Linked DNA regions of Mus musculus: region 2 is linked to region 1. A link is a contact called in public HiChIP or PLAC-seq data. All regions are on one chromosome and are shown on one strand. The core of a region is the stretch at or near the end of the contact, and the rest is flanking DNA. Distances in the headings are between cores, read along the strand shown. Region 1 holds the start of Lonp1 (lon peptidase 1, mitochondrial). Region 2 holds the start of Ubxn6 (UBX domain protein 6).

What was found. HiChIP or PLAC-seq counts read pairs in DNA pulled down with a chosen protein or histone mark.
Region 2: a contact with region 1 is called in an H3K27ac HiChIP or PLAC-seq map of regulatory T cells, with 6 times the contacts expected there. The contact joins the promoter of Ubxn6 here to the promoter of Lonp1 in region 1. A contact is called at or near these places in 14 of 39 promoter capture datasets (the 3T3-L1 cell line, the C10 cell line, the HPC-7 cell line and 10 more), 6 of 484 Hi-C or Micro-C datasets (B cells, the Ba/F3 cell line, CD4 T cells and 3 more), 12 of 115 datasets of contacts at active chromatin or transcription factors (Th17 cells, bone marrow-derived macrophages, double positive thymocytes and 9 more) and 3 of 9 other capture datasets (adipose tissue, liver and pancreatic islet).

What each region holds. Positions count from the first base shown.
Region 1 is chr17:56,624,931-56,628,468 of GRCm38.p6, reverse strand. Lonp1 (lon peptidase 1, mitochondrial) reads left to right here and starts at 1,566. Exons shown (of 18, transcript NM_028782.2): 1 at 1,566-1,988. The coding sequence starts at 1,596. Catsperd (cation channel sperm associated auxiliary subunit delta) reads right to left here and starts at 326. Exons shown (of 22, transcript NM_175350.3): 1 at 219-326. The coding sequence starts at 280.
Region 2 is chr17:56,073,202-56,076,739 of GRCm38.p6, reverse strand. Ubxn6 (UBX domain protein 6) reads left to right here and starts at 1,714. Exons shown (of 11, transcript NM_001379361.1): 1 at 1,714-1,904; 2 at 3,504-3,538. The coding sequence starts at 1,822.

The DNA.
Region 1 (3,538 bases), core at 317-2,816:
GGTTAAGAGCACTGACTGCTCTTCCAGTGGTCCTGAGTTCAATTCCCAGCAACCACATGGTGGCTCACAACCATCTGTAATGGGATTTAATGGCCTCTTCTGGTGCGTCTGAAGACAGCTACAGTGTATTCATATAAATAAAAAAAATAAAATTGAAATATCATTTAAAAAAAAAAAAAACCTCCCAGCAGCAATCCAACCCAGTTAGGCAGTTGTACCGGCACAGTGTGTGAGCCCTGACCATGGTGGCCACTGCTGCTGCTAGCATCAACACCAGCATCTTGCCTGGTTCTCCACAGCTAACACTGCTCTTCAACCGCCAAGCTTGAGAAAGTGTCTGAGCATGCGTGAGGTTAGGCCGCTTCTCTCCTACCCGCCTCTTGTCTGGGCACGCGCACCAGGTAAGAAGGCCACTAGCAGGACCTTTTGGACGTGTCGGACAAAAGCCCGGTTAGGTCTACGCAGAGGAAACTGGAAGGAGTGGGCATGCGCAATATGGAAGCAGAGCTCGCACATTTCAAACCTGAAAATTACACCCAGGTTCCCAGATCCATAAGTCAAAATCCAAAGCATGCCCAAACTTCAAGGAGGTCACCACAGCACTAGCATGAGCACACGTGGGTGTGGAAGCAGAGCTTTGGGCATGCATCAATCCACTCCCTGCTTTGTGGAGCCGGAGCATGCACACGGGTCTCTTGGGACGTGTCCTGGAAGCTTCAGTGTTTTGGTAAGTGCCTCACGGACCACTGACAACAAAGGCAACGCTGAGCAGGCGCACCTGCGCACGGCCTTTAGCATGCATACTATACGAGAGGCAAAAGCCCTCCAAGCACGCCTCCTCCAGTGTGGAGTGAAGATGCCACCAACTGCGTAGGGAGATGTAGTAAAACCTGTTGTTGTGTATCAACAAAGAACGCTGAAAAGACTAAAGTTAAAGGAGGGGTGCGCTGTACTTTTCTTCCGATGCCTTCAGAACACAGAATTTACCCTGTAAAACCTTTTTGATGGCAGTAGAAAAACAGAACGCAGTACTAAGGTACAGCTTGGACAGGACAAACCAGTAGTTGTAGGAACTGGGAGGGGCCACGCTTCTTCCAGGCCCCCTTCCTAGAGCGATGCCCCCCGCCCCCTCCGCACAAGCTCCAGTCTGGAGTCACCGCTCTGGCCACGCCCCTATGTCAAGCCCCGACCTTTGAGCCCGCCTTCGGCCATATCCCTGATTCCAGTTCCTCCAATCCCTGCCTGGTGGAGCGCCCCCCATTCGGACCACACACCAGTCCTGCTTTCTCCGTCATGTTTCCTCAAGCTTACTACACCTCTCACTTTTTCATCCAGATCCTCAAAGTCCTCTCTAGAACATCCTTCATCGGGCCACGCCCCCTTGCCGTCCAACTCCAAGCCCCGCTCTGAGCCTTGAACCACGCCCCTACTCCGCCCTCCCATCCCCAAACCCAGTCTCCCTCTGACCACGCCCACTCACTCACCTTATTCAAGCTCCGCCTCTCCAGCCCGAAGCACGCGAGCGTCATCACGTGCGCAAACGGGGGGCGAGCAGAGATGACGTAAGTGCGGTGCGCCGTCAGTATGGCTGTTCCATGGCGGCGAGCACAGGCTACGTGCGGCTCTGGGCCGCTGCGCGGTGCTGGGTTCTGCGGCGGCCGCTGCTGGCTGTCACCGGAGGCCGGGTCCCGAGCGCGTCCGGGTCGTGGCTGCGCCGAGGATGTCGGGCCTGCGACATGTCAGCTCCCTGGGGCGGCCGCGTTCTTCCCGGCGGGGTCCAGTGGCGGGGGCTGTGGGACTCGGGCAACCGCGGTGGCAGCGACGAGACCTCCGAGGGCGGTGCGGAGGACGGGGCCACGGCGAGCACCGGGGAAGGCCCGGTCGTCACAGCGCTCGCGCCCATGACCGTCCCGGATGTGTTTCCTCACCTGCCGCTCATCGCCATCACCCGCAACCCTGTGTTCCCGCGCTTTATCAAGATCGTGGAGGTAACCAGAGCCCCCGCTCCCCTGCTCTGCTAGCGGGACCGAGTGGTCTCTCAGCTCCCTCGCGTCTAAGAAACTTTTGGAACCGCACTCCTGCTTGTCATCGCACCACTCTGAGGCAAGAGGATACCACAGTCCTTGGTGGCTCACTTGGACACAAATTCTTCCCTTTTTCTGGTCCTTCAGGACCCGAGATAGTGAGTGTAGAAATCCCAGGCCGACTAGCAACAGAGTATAGTTATTTCGCTTCCATCCTGGTGAAAGTTTTGTAACGCCTTCTCAGCCTTGTTCAATGGTGTAGAGTTTATTCATTGAGACAGCCTTATGTATCTTTTGTCTTGAGACATTCTCCTTTTTCACACCCTTAATTACCCGCGTAATGTATCGGGCATAGTTGTGGGGATACAAAGTTACAGGCTTTAGGTATTACATTGTAGGAGTAGGAGAAAGGCCGGAATTACTGGAGTCTGAGTGGTTTACCAAAAAAAAAAAAGGGACAGGATTTTTTTTTTTTCCCTGACACTGTCCCTGACATCTTCCTGGTATTTACCCCTAAAAAGAAAGAAACTTCAAACAGCCTTTTAACTAAGGGAGGAAAATTCCACTGCAGGAAGCTGATCCCATCTGATCCTTTCAAATTAGCTGGCCATGAAGAGGGAGGGAGAACAGGATGATGAAATCAACAGAAAGCAGAGACTTTTAAAGGGGAATTTTCAATCTGCCATCTATTCCCCTATGTCTTGAGTTCACAGAGAGCAGTGGTTATCAGTTAACCTACTAGCAAGGTCATACAGTGAGTCACAGCCACATCACCCGCAGGCCCCCTCCATTCTCTTTGCCCTGCCAACCCTTGAAGGGAAGTGTATCAGCACAGATGTGGGGAGGGTTAAAGCGAGCTCCTCCACCTACCTCCACTCCCATGCTTCCAAGGCCCATCTCACGTTGTCTGTCTGGTAGAAGGACACACACATTTGCCAGATAACTTCTGTAGGGTAACACGGCATCATCACCTATCTACAAGTTGCTCCCCAGGGCCTTAGTTTTCCTCACCTGGGAAATGGACATAATAGCAGTTCCTGTCTTGGAATCAGAGAACTCTTGTGGAACTCACACAAACTGTATGTAAAGGCTATTTTGGTTTTGGTTGAGGCAGGATCTCATGTAGCTCAGGCTGCCCTTCTAGTTGCTGTGTAGTTGAAGTTGGCTTTAGCTCCAGATCTTCCATCTCTTTAGCTTTTGGGTAAGAAGTGCCTCATCTGGTCCTGAGTGACTGAGTTATAAGTCTCTGCTGTTTGCTGCTTGGAGGGGGTTTCCTCATACCGTGATGCTCATAGGACTTGTTATGCCTGGCAGGCTCTAGTAGTGTAGAACTGCTCTGGAGGCCCATTCTGTATCCTCTTTATTCTCAGGGCTTCTCAGACCAGGGCTGCCCACACCTGGTTCCTTAACCCTACTGTGGAGACAAATGTGTGCTGGGGCAAGAACAAAGAGATGCTTCTTCCAAGTGAACCCAATGTGCCATTGGGAGCTAGCTGTCAAGGGTGTGGTGTTGA
Region 2 (3,538 bases), core at 465-2,964, 550 kb after region 1:
TTCAGACATTCCAAAAGAGGGCATCAGATCTCATTACGGATGGTTGTGAGCCACCATGTGGTTGCCGGGGGATTTGAACTCAGGACCTTTGGAAGAGCAGTCAGTGCTCTTTACCCACTGAGCCATCTCACCAGCCCTGGAACATTTATTAAACATTTCCTGGCTGCCTTTTTTTTTTTTTTTAAGATTTATTTGTTGGCGGGCATGGTGGCGCACGCCTTTAATCCCAGCACTCGGGAGGCAGAGGCAGGTGGATTTCTGAGTTCGAGGCCAGCCTGGTCTACAAAATGAGTTCCAGGACAGCCAGGGCTATCCAGAGAAACCCTGTCTCTCAAAACAACAACAACAACAACAAAAAGGTTTGTTGGGGCTGGTGAGATGGCTCAACGGTTAAGAGCACTGACTGCTCTTCCAAAGGTCCTGAGTTCAAATCCCAGCAACCACATGGTGGCTCACAATCATCCCTAACAAAAATCTGATGCCCTCTTCTGGAGTGTCTGAAGACAGCTACAGTGTACATACATATAATAAATAAATAAATAAATAAATAAATAAATAAATAAATAAACAAATCTTAAAAAAAATTATTTGTATGTGAGTACACTGTTGCTCCCTTCAGACAAACCAGAAGAGGGCACTGCATCCCATTATAGATGATTGGGAGTCATCATGTGGTTGCTGGGAATTGAACTCAGGACCTCTAGAAGATCTTATCCGCTGAGCCATCTCTCCAGCCCACATCCTGGCTGCCTTCTTTAAGGTGCTCCACTCCTCTCTTCACTGTAGCTCTTGGAAACCTGTCTTCCACAGTTCTCATCAAATGCCTCCATTGCTCTCCTCCAGCCATGGGGCTTGTTTCCTTGAAATCACCAGGGTGTCCCATCCTTCAGCTTTGTGCATTTTTGGATCTAATGGTTGGCAAAACTAATAAAATTATTAACAGCCTGGGTAGCCCACAAAGCTGCTTTATCTCTGACAAATTTCACACCAACACAGACGAAAGCTTGCCCATAGGCACTTCAGTTACATGATCCAAAGACCACAATGCCATGCGCATTAGGGTAGAATTACATGCACACAGACAGGGGGTGCAGAAGAGCTCCTGGAATCTCAAGTTTGTGTCCAATGACCCACTTCCCCCCTTCTTTCTAATGAGTGACCATTAACAGTGAAGTATATGATTTTGGGGGTCTCTTGCACAGTCACAGTGATTCTGATCTAGATGATGGCTGTTTTTCACATGAACAGTAGTGTTCTAAAAAGCCTGAGTCCAGAGCATCCAACTTTTTGTTGTGTGTACACACCACACGAGATGGAAGTGTTGGAGGAGATTAAACTCAGCTTTGCACATGTTGAGCAAGCCCTGTACCAACTGCGGTCTCTGCTTTGACCTTGCCTGTACCAATCTCTCTGTCGGCTCCTTCTAGCTTGTCTCTCCCAGAGCAGATTTCAGGCTCATGCACAGTACATTCATACTCATTTTCTCTGTAGTATGGACTGGCCTTGAACTCCTGACATCCACCCTGGTTCCAGTAGCTCTGGGTACTCTTCTAGGCTGCTCGCTGTTTGGATGCTCTCTTTAAGCTCCCCTGGTGGCTGCTGCGGTCTTAAGGGAGGCGAGCCTGTCGCCCCGGCAACGGCGTCCGCAGACAGGAAGATGGCGCCCCGCCCGCGCGAGGTGCTGCAAGGCGATTGTCACGTGAACCAGGCGGGACTTCCGTCGCCGCGATATTTTCTTTCCGGTGGTTGGCCGCCTGCTCCTCATCCACCCGGGCCCTGCGCCCTCCGCCCTGCGGCCCAAGCCGCCGGGCCGCTGCCGCCATGAAGAAGTTCTTCCAGGAAATCAAGGCTGACATCAAGTTCAAGAGCGCGGGGCCCGGCCAGAAGCTTACGGATTCCGCAGGGTATGTGACGCTGGTTGGGCGACGGAGAGGGCGAGGGCCAGGGGGCAAAAAGGGCCGGCGGTTGGGTGTCAGGGTCTTTCTAGGCTATGCTTAGCAGGAGTAGATTGGTGGGTGGGGTGTGGAAGATTGTAAGGCAGGGGCGGAGCCTACAATGAGGGCGGGGCGTTGTAGCAGTGGTGGGCGGGGCAGAAGGGAGGGCAGTTGTGTGGTGTAGCACGGGTGGGCGGGGCGCTAAGGGTAGGCGTGGGCGGTCGTGGCCAGGGCGCGTTGGTCACTGCTTAGAGACTCTTGGTTCTGGGTGGTGAGAAGGGACGGGGCAATGCCCAGAATTTAGCTAAGAGAAGAGCCGCCTAAAGGTGTGGCCTTGGCGAAATGTGGGTAGGAAGGACCTAAGAGAAGGTGTGGGAAGAAGGTCTGTGAGAGATGTTAAGACTTCTTTGTAGGTTGTGTGGTAATCTGGGAGGGGTTGGGGAGTGAGAGAGGATTATAGAAGGATCTTGGAGGAGTGTGGAAACCAGAGAGGCCCAGACCCAGAATGTTGTTGAGTGGTTGGGGTGACAGGTGAAGATGGGATCTCTGTGGGGGCCTTGGCAACTCCGGGTCTTCCAGGAGTACTTTCCTGGAGTTCTTTCCGGAGAACTTTGTGTTCTGGAGAGGGAGGTAAGGCATGTTGGAGCTGCTCAGAAGGGGTGAAGTAGAGATTGGAGACAGCTACAGGCTACCAGGGAGTAGTCTGCAGGAAGTATATGTGGAGGAAAATGACAACCAGCGACTGGGGCTGAATGTGAGGAGAAGGAGGGGCCTGCAAGCCAGGGCTAGAAGGGAGGTAAACACACCAGGGTACAGCTACAAATAGTGGGGCAGTTTCAATGATGAGAGGAACATGGAGGTTCAAAGGATCCTCAGGCCAGAAGTTGGAGGGGATGGTCCAGTGTCCGTGATCTGTGTGTGATCTATAAAAGTAAATGTCACTTTTATTTCCTCAGATGAAGTGATGAGAGCTGCAACCATGCTCTGTGAACACAACACACTGCTTGGGCTGAGCTCAGAGCATTATCCATGTTCTAACAACTATCCCAGGAAGCTTCTAGCATCTGTACAATCTAATTAACCAAGCTGACTAATTCAATTTGGCTTCTCTCAATTTCTCACTGAAGTGCTCTGCTTGGACTCAAACTAAGTCTGGCAGTCTCTTCTAATCTTCTGGTTCCTTCTCATTCTCTCGCTGCAACCTGCCTCTGAACTGCACTGGCAGGCTGAACTGCTTTCAACTCTCTCTCTCTGTGCTGCCTTTTGAGTCCTCTCTTTCCTGACTGTTCTCAGAGTTGGGTGTAATCTATCCCTGACTCATTCTGTCAAATTTTTCTGATTCGTCACTGTCTGCCACTCAATTAGATGCCACTTTCAAACATGACTTCTTCCTTCTACAAACTAACCTTACCTACATTGTTAGGGATTAAAGATACATACTATGGACCTGTCTGCATTCCAGCAAGAGAGATTAAAGATTTGTTGCATGTCTGCATTCCTCCCACATGTTGCTTGATTAAAATTCCTCTATACACCGTTTTGCAAAATTGGGTCCCTATGTCTGTTCAGGGAGAAGACCACCAAAGGAAAGTCACCACAGCTGG